2 separate regions of the Mus musculus genome follow, and region 2 is linked to region 1. A link is a contact called in public Hi-C data. All regions are on one chromosome and are shown on one strand. Each heading gives the region's core, a stretch centred on a gene start, on an enhancer-like site or on the middle of the called end of the contact. The rest is flanking DNA. Distances are from core to core; before and after follow the strand shown. Region 1 has its middle 82 kb from the start of Gm52302. Region 2 holds the start of Plcl2 (phospholipase C-like 2).

Region 1 (4,057 bases), core at 622-3,121:
GTATGTCAGACCAGGGATGGTTTTTATTGGGGCTATTAAGCTTTCCAGGTGGTTTGAAAGGAGGAGAAAAACTTTACTCTTGTTAGCCAGGTTCTTCCATGAGCATTTCATTTATCCCTCTCAGCTGTTCAATGAGGCTTTGTGTGTGTATGTGTGTGTGTGTGTTTATGTATGTTGTATGTATATAGATGTGTGTTGTGTGTAGTTGTATGAATGTGTGTTGTGTGTGTTATATGTGTGTTGTATGTTTAAGTATTGTGTTTATGTGTGTTTTTATGTGTGTTTGTGTATGTGTTATATGTATGTGTGAAGGTCTGTGTGTTGTATGTGTGTTTATATGTGTGCTATGTGTGAGCGTTGTGGGTATGTGTGTGTTGTATGTATGTGGTGTATACATGGTGTGTGCCTAGGTGTGTGTGGTGTATATGTACATATGTTGCACGTATGTGTATGTATGCATATGTGTGTGTTGTACGTGTGCTGTGTGTGTATGTTGTGTGTGCATGTTGTGTGTATGTGTGTGTTGTATGCATATGTGTGTTGTGTGTATTGTGCATATGTGTATTGTGTGTACTGTGGATATGTGTGCATTGTGTGTGTTATATGTTGTTTGTATGTAGTCTGTATGTATGTTGTGTTTGTGTTGTATGTATGTGTATATTGTGTGTGGTATATGTATGTGTGTGGTAAGTATATGTTTGTGTGTATTGTGTGTTGTGTATCTGTGTATGTGTGATAATGTATGTGTGAGTTATGTGTGTGTTGTGTGTTACCCAAGATTAAACAACAGGATAATATATCATACCTGAGCCGTTTCACTGATTGCAAGACGAAAGCTGTGTGTGGTACTGTGCACCTCTGAGGTTTTCTTACCAGGCACAGTGGTCTGTTGCTTCCTTGATTTGTCTAAAATGGCAGGCGCCATGACTGCTCTGCAGCTCTGTGCTACCTCAGGACTTTCTTGCTCTTTGGGGCATGAATCTTTCCTTCTCTCCCCGGTGGCTCAGGCCCTATCTAACTACAGGCAGGCAGTAGGGCTCTGACTCCGGAGATATCCTGTGCTACCCGCTTCTGCCATCTGTCTCTGCAGCTACCGCTCTACCAGAATCCTAGACTTCAGTTTTCTAAACACACTCCCCAGTTCAACCTCGGCAGCCTTTTTAAAATGTAGATATGGTACTGGAGAGATGCTCAGTGGCTAAGAACACTTGCTGCTCTTGTATAAGACCTAAGTCCAGTGCCCATGTTGAGTGGCTCACAACAGCCCAGGACTCTAGCTCCAGGGGGTCCAAAGCCCCCTTCCAGCCCTCAAGTGTGAAAACCTCCACAAATACACATACACAATTAAAAATAAAAGAAAAATCTTTTTTAAAAAGTATACTATCTGAAGCCCTTGAACATACAAAAGCAGGTAGTGATTTTTTTATTTAAAATTGTTATTACATGTATGTATTTACTGGGAGAGAGGATAGCACATGATATATGTATGCAGTTAAGAGGCCATCTCGCCTGCCTATGTCGCTGTTTCCAATACTTTAGTTCAAGGACTGTCCCTGCGCTGCGGCTTGAAAGGCAGCACTGGTAGTTTTAGTTTTTAAATGACTTTTGCCAGGAGGTGGCGCTCTTGCTCACGATTACTGTTAACACAATTAGGTCTTAGAATTTGAAAAAGAGCAGCTTTTGAGAATTGACTTTTCTTTGTTTTCTAGTTGAGTTGAGAAACAGGCCATTTACACAGCACGGTCTCTAAAGACTTATTCTACTGTAAAAACGTTTACTCTAGCAGTAGGTGTCTAAAACGTTAAGCGGAACAATGTCCACCCGCTACTATTCACAGACTGAATTTAACAGGGTTCAGGTCCCAAGTCACATAATTGTATCATTCTAGCTTTTGGCTGCGCGGAACCATAAGGCGAATCACCGTGGTCAGACAGCAAGGGGCCGTGGGTGGCAGAATGCGAATGTGGAGGGTGTTTCGGGAGATGGCTAACAGCCAAGGAGGAACAGTCGGAAAGGAGCCGGCCACGTGTGGGGAAGGGTTCATGGGGAGGAATAACTGAAAGAGGATTTGCTTAGAGGACTGATTATAAGGAGACTCCCTTCAGTGTGGCGCTAGGGCTCAAACCCGGGGCTCTGTGTGTGTGCACGTGCTTGAAAACAAACATTCTTTCACGGAGCCGCAGCACGCTCTCAATTCCAAATGAGCTTTTTCTTGTGCAAGTGAGACTTGGTTGGCCTTTTCGGCTTCCTGTCATTGTCCTCACCCATTGTCTCTGCCTTTGCAGGAACTTGGTGAGAATTTCAGTACATGGAAAAACTCTCCCTAATCCAGCTGGTGTGTATCCAGAGGTCTTGTGTACTGCTGGGACCAAAATATTGTATTAGACAGCTGTATGCTGAAGAATGCCCAGAATAAATAAGTTCTTCCCCCCTCCTCCCTCTCCCTCTCTCTCTCTCTCTCTCTCTCTCTCTCTCTGATTAACATGCTATTTTCGGTGAAGCAAATCTGATAGAGAAAAATGCATAAGTTTTGCATGAGCTTGAAGGAGACCTTCCTGACTGGAGGGGAAATAGCCAGTAATGCGTTCATTCTCAAGGTTGCCACAACATATCAGTAAGAAACGAGTCTTTTATCTAAAGGCTACTTTGACCAGTTCTTACTTGTCTCACCACCTTAGTGATATGTTTATTGTTTGTCTTCTCCTGCCTATTAGGATCTAAGTTACCTGACGCTCTCTTCATACACGGCCACCAAAGCTGTCATGCTTGCTTCATGCCAAGCCGTTCCTACATGTTATCGCATGGCAAGCTAAATTAACAAAGCTTCATTAATTGGACGGACTAGTCTCCTAGCACTAAATATACTTCAATGAAATGCTTAAGAAGCGCACATTCTATTCTTAGAGTTCGCATAAAGGGAACAGACCAAGATAATATAACATATTAAATGTGGAAGTTTAGGGGTCTGCAAGATGACTCAGGAGCTAAGACTGCTGGTCACCAAGCCTGAAGACCTGTGTTTGAGCCCTGGAACACATATGGCAGAAGGACCTCTAACCTCTACTCACACACCAGGCTGCAAGCACAGAACACACATATGCACATTTAACACAGAGATGGAAAAATAACCCACATAATTTAAAAAAGAATTAGGTGTATGGGTGTTTTGGGGGCACATGTCTCTGTGCACCTCTTGTGTGTTTGACGCCTGCAGAGGCCAAGAGAGCATATTGGATTTCTGGAACTGGAGTTATTGATGGTTGTGAGCTGCCATGTGGGTGCTGGGAATTGGACTCCAGTTCTCTGGAAAAGCAGCCAGAGTGCTATTAACAACTGAGCCATCTCTCCAGTCCCAGAAAAAAAAAAAATTTTTCTTGAAAAGCTGTGGATTTTTTTTTTTTTTTTTAGCAAAGAAGTATTTAAAAACTGGCACAAGAAAATGATACAAGAACAAAAAATGTTTAGCTCTTAAAAAGTAAAGAGGCGTGTGGTTGCCCATGGTTGTAGTTCCCTCATTCAGAGCTGAGGCAGGAGAAGGCCACGTCTGGGGCCAGCCTTGGGATATACAGTGAGTTCAAGGCTGGTCTGGATACTTTGTGAGCTTATCGCACAAAACCAGCCAGGGAAAATGAAGTGCTAAGAACCTTTCTGTTTCTCCCCCCCCCCCCCCCCCAGAGGATAATTTACAAACAAAAGTACTCAGTACCTGTGAGGACGGCTCCAAGAGTTTACAAAGTAGACACACGGGTGCCATCAGCACCGGTGTAAAGAAAGCGTGACTGCTCACTTGCTTTCTAACATGACAGAGTAATTTTGCCGGTCTTTACACACCACATGGCTTCAATCAAAGGGCATGTGTTCTTTGGAATCTAGATGCTTCCATTCAGTATGCCTGCAGCATTCACTTCTAGTACTTTCCATAGACGTGCGCTGCCTCCGCTGTACTGTGCGCTGCATGGATTTAGTTGTTTAGTTGTATTTTAGGTAGCTGCTAGTTTGGTCTCTTAGGAAAAGTATTATTTTTCTGTTGCTTTTAAATATCTGTGACTGTTAAACT
Region 2 (4,057 bases), core at 446-2,945, 560 kb after region 1:
AAGAAAACATTTGTTAGTGGGTAGGCCCTATTTGACTTGCCCAGATGTTTACAAAAGCGTGCCAAGGGGATCAGAAGAATTAAAACACCCCAAGAATAACGAAAGGATTTTGATGTCGCATTTGAGGAAAGGGTGGACATGTTTATGAATGTAAAGCTCGTTTCCTTAGAGGCTCCTTGGCAATTTGCTACCATATTATGGTAACGAGGGCAAGGTCTCTAAGTTCTGTCCCAGGGGACTCTCAGGTACTCCTGGCCCAGGGAAAGTGCCTTTCCAGAAGATGAAATACAGTGAGAGAAAAACTGGGAAGCCAGAACCAGGCATGAAACTGGACCTCAGGGTGGCTGGGTTGGGGAGGTGGGTGGAGCCTCTGGTACCACACAGTGCACTCGTCCTGCTCTTCTGCCAATGGCTCTGCCAGGCTACACAGTGGCCCTGCGTTCTTCCTTGGCTCCAGGAATGGAGGTTTAAGGAAAGTATTTGCATATGAGAGCGACATGTTAATCATTGATTTTTGATCCTGTCCCAAACGATGGTCCTGATTTGGATGGTACCCACTAGGGGTTGAACAAGCAAGTCTCTCTAGTGTCAGGTTTAGGAAAGACACAGACTACAATGATAAACCTCCGTGGGACAACCCAGAGGCACCAAATAAACTCTGCGGAGGTCTTCTGTCTCTCAACGCCTGCCAGCCATGCCATCCCTACCCCAGATCCTGGCAACCTGTCGTGCTCATTGAGTTTAGCAGCCCAAGGACACGCAAGAGGATTGGTTTCTGTATGGGAAATGGGTTTGCTCCACTGAGGAAGCCCAGGGGGAGCAGGGTGGGAAGGGAGCGGGTTCCGAATGAAGGGCTGGAGCTGGACGCGAGGTGCAGCGGCCAAGACCACAGCCCCAGGACCCTCAGCTCGCCCGCGGCCTGCGGGTTCGCTGTCCCCCTCGGGATGCCTTCAGGTGACTGACAGCTGGCTGTGGCGTGCGCCTCGCTGAGCCGGCCTAGGAGAGCGACCACAACCGCAACGCCCGTGCCCGGAGCCCGGACGGGTCCCCTCGGCCTGTAGGGGGCAGCGCGAAGCCCGGGAGGCGATGGCCGCGGGTAAGTGGCGGTGGGCCCGGGGGCCATCAGAAGCCGCCCTGGGCCTCGGCTGAGCCCTGAAGGTGTGGGGGGGGGGGGGGAGACTGACGGGCCTGGGCGGAGCCGGGAACCCCGGAGCCCCGCGCGCCGCGCCTCCGCGTGTCGCCAGCGCCGCGGAGTGGGCGCACGTGTCCCTCGCGCCCCGCCGCCGCGAGCTCGTCGGTGAGCGCGGGGCCGGAGGGGACGCGGCGCTCGTCGGTGAGCGCGGGGCCGGAGGGGACGCGGCGCGCGGCGGTGGGCGCTGGCGCGCGCGCGTTATTTTTGGCGCCCGCAGCGGCGCGTGTGCCGGGGCGTGTTTTCCTTCCCCAGGTGCCGGCAGCGGGGGCGCCGCCGCCCAAGCTGACTCCTCTCTCCTCTCTCTCTCCCCGACCCCGGCAGGACCCCAGAGGTAATTCCGCCTGCACGACGTCCTTCGCGCCGGAGGCGAGCTCGCTGCACGCGCCACATCCCAACCAAAAAGAGAAAGAAAAAAAAAAAAAAGAAAAAAAAAGAAAAGAAAAAGCGGAAGAAGCGGCCGAGGCGGCGGCGGCGGCGAGGAGGAGGGGCCGCGCGCAGCGGCCCGAGGCGGCGGCGGCGGGGACGCGGGGACGCGGCTTTGTGCAGGCGGGTCGTGGGGCGCCCATGGCGGAGTGTGGCCGGGGCGCCGCAGGAGGGGCCCTGCCCACCTCCCCGAGCCCGGCCCTAGGCGCCAAGGGCGCCCTGAAAGCCGGAGCCGGGGAAGGCGGAGGTGGTGGCGGGGGAGGTCGCCTCGGCCACGGGCGGGCGCGCTATGACAGCGGCGGGGTTTCCAACGGAGACTGCAGCCTCGGCGTGTCCGGGGACGAAGCCCGGACCAGCCCTGGCAGGGGACCTCTAGGCGTGGCGCTCGCGCGGACCCCTAGCCCAGCTGCCGGTCCGGTCCCCAGGGACAGCAAACCGGGCGGCCTGCCCCGCCGGAGCAGCATCATCAAGGTAAGTAGGAGACCCGCGCGCGTCCTTGGGCTCGCTTTCCCCGCCCCGGAGAAGCTGTGGCGGAAGGAGGCGATGCAAAATGAGCCCACTGCGAAGGGGAAGCCAGGGTGTAGGGGTGTTTGGAGTGCTGGAGCAGGGATTGGAAAGCTGATGGCATTGGGAAAGAATGGAGAGGTGATCTGAGTGTGCAGGAGTGCTGTGCTCTGACATCCCCAGAGCAACTTGGGGCTGTCACCTCTCTCCAGATTGACTTGGAATTAAATGGCCTTGTACCTGCCTGGGTAGGACAGGCTTTTCAGAGGCAGCTTAGCATGGTGGCACACTCCCTGTAAGGTTTCTATTGTATTTTAAAGGACAGGGATCATGTGAAAATATTTTCTCAAAACCCCAGGCAATGAACATATATTATTTAATAGATTTCTTCTAATCTACTGGGTAATTGGTTGCCCCTTGCAAGTGATTGTATTTGGGGAATGTAAATACCTCTCCTTCAGTTACTCGGAGAAAGGGAACATAAACACAGATTTCCTCTTTTTTAGCCTCAAAAGCTCTGAGAGAATACAGTTCCGCACAATTTAATTCTTTCCTAGCTGCTATAAGCAGGCCTCTCCAAATTAGCAAGTTTCTTTGGAATGGTTTTTGCTTGTTTTTGTTTTTGTTTGTTTTGTTTTTCATGGTGCTATTTAGAAAGCCACCAGTTGTTTTGTGAATTTTAAATTTCAAGAGGTGACATTAAGAGTTTATGGTGGCTTCCTTCAAACATTGCAGTGTAGTTGCAACATAAAAATATTTCTTGTGACTCGAAGTGAAAAGAGAAAGTTGATAAGCTACGAAAAGTAGAACCTTGAGCCAGATCAGCCCATTTGGCTTGTTCAAATATGGAGCAAATATGGAATGTTGCTTTTTGAGACATGAAGGAGTTTTTAGGACAGGCCAGTGAGTACTGTCTGGTGCTAACTCATCCTGTTTGTGGCTGACAACCCTTAGGAGACAGGTCAGAATGTGCCAACAGCACAGAGTTGACACTGGTGGTATTTGAAATTCAGAAATGCTCAAGTACTGTGAAGGTGCCTCTGGGTTATCATCATCTGCAGCCATCTAGTGTAACAGACCACTTTGGTGCTGTGTAAGAGGCTGTTGTGAAACTGCATCTAGCCTTGTCATCTGCTTGCTCAGGTTTTGTGTGGACAGGGCACAGTTGAAGGGCTTAAAGATCAAGTGCATTGCCTGTCTCTAAAGATCAAGTGTATGGTCTAACTTTTAAACCAAGAAAAGCGGTGTCCGTTTTTTCCTGCTTGTGTAGCTCTTAGTGATGGATATATCTTCTCCTTCTAGTATGTGGTTTGTTTCCAGGAAAGTTGTCTTCGAGTATATATGATTATTGATCCTATTTGCAGAGCTATGCAACATTCCTGTTTTTATTGGTTAAATATTTGTGGTGAATTTGCATTGTGATATTAATAACACCTTATGTGAAAGTTTTAGATAATATACCGGTTTATGTAATTTTAACAACCTTTCCCCTCAAGGATTTTTTTTGGTGGCCAGTTTTCACATTTAAAAGGCCATGCTTCACAGAGAAGGACAGTAACAGCAGTAGGGTTGTTCCCTGTGACAGTTGTGAGAGCCAGGAAAGAAGTGCGGCTTGCCTATTTGTGACTTACAGAGTCAAGACTGACCATTCCTGTAAAGGCACATGGAAAAAATGGTGAATTTTTCAGAAATAACAAGTTGAGGAATGGTGGTGCTGCTTACTTTGAACTCTGAGTTTCAAAGTTATGTTTCATCTTTCTCTATTCCTCAACGAAGCCAATTAACTTTTTATCCACCATTACATCCCTAGATGCACAGGGCTAGAGGCTCATAGTAGGTGCTCAATAAATTACTTACTGTTGGGTCCGAGGAACGATAAGGAAGTATGTGTTTTCTCTAACTTTTGTTAGTTTCTGAAACAGGTGGTTTTAGATTTAC

Evidence for each region. Hi-C and Micro-C count contacts between places; a contact is called where the count stands out from the background.
Region 2: a Hi-C map of the N1E-115 cell line shows a contact between it and region 1, with 7 times the contacts expected there. The contact joins the promoter of Plcl2 here to the enhancer-like site in region 1. A contact is called at or near these places in 9 of 39 promoter capture datasets (the C10 cell line, the HPC-7 cell line, HPC-7-derived erythroid cells and 5 more), 6 of 484 Hi-C or Micro-C datasets (B cells, the N1E-115 cell line, cerebral cortex and 2 more), 7 of 115 datasets of contacts at active chromatin or transcription factors (T-cell acute lymphoblastic leukemia, acute myeloid leukemia, astrocytes and 4 more) and 2 of 9 other capture datasets (liver and macrophages).

Annotation. Positions count from the first base shown.
Region 1 is chr17:49,950,085-49,954,141 of GRCm38.p6, forward strand. No RefSeq gene overlaps it. Among named protein-coding and RNA genes, the nearest start is that of Gm52302, 82 kb to the right of the region's middle. Within about 2 kb of position 1,872, at least 35 of the 459 cell types and tissues checked have an H3K27ac peak or open chromatin away from gene starts, as enhancers often do. A contact at or near this core is called in B cells, the N1E-115 cell line and embryonic forebrain, where this site is marked.
Region 2 is chr17:50,507,852-50,511,908 of GRCm38.p6, forward strand. It overlaps Plcl2 (phospholipase C-like 2), which reads left to right and starts at 1,696. Exons shown (of 6, transcript NM_013880.3): 1 at 1,696-2,086. The coding sequence starts at 1,757.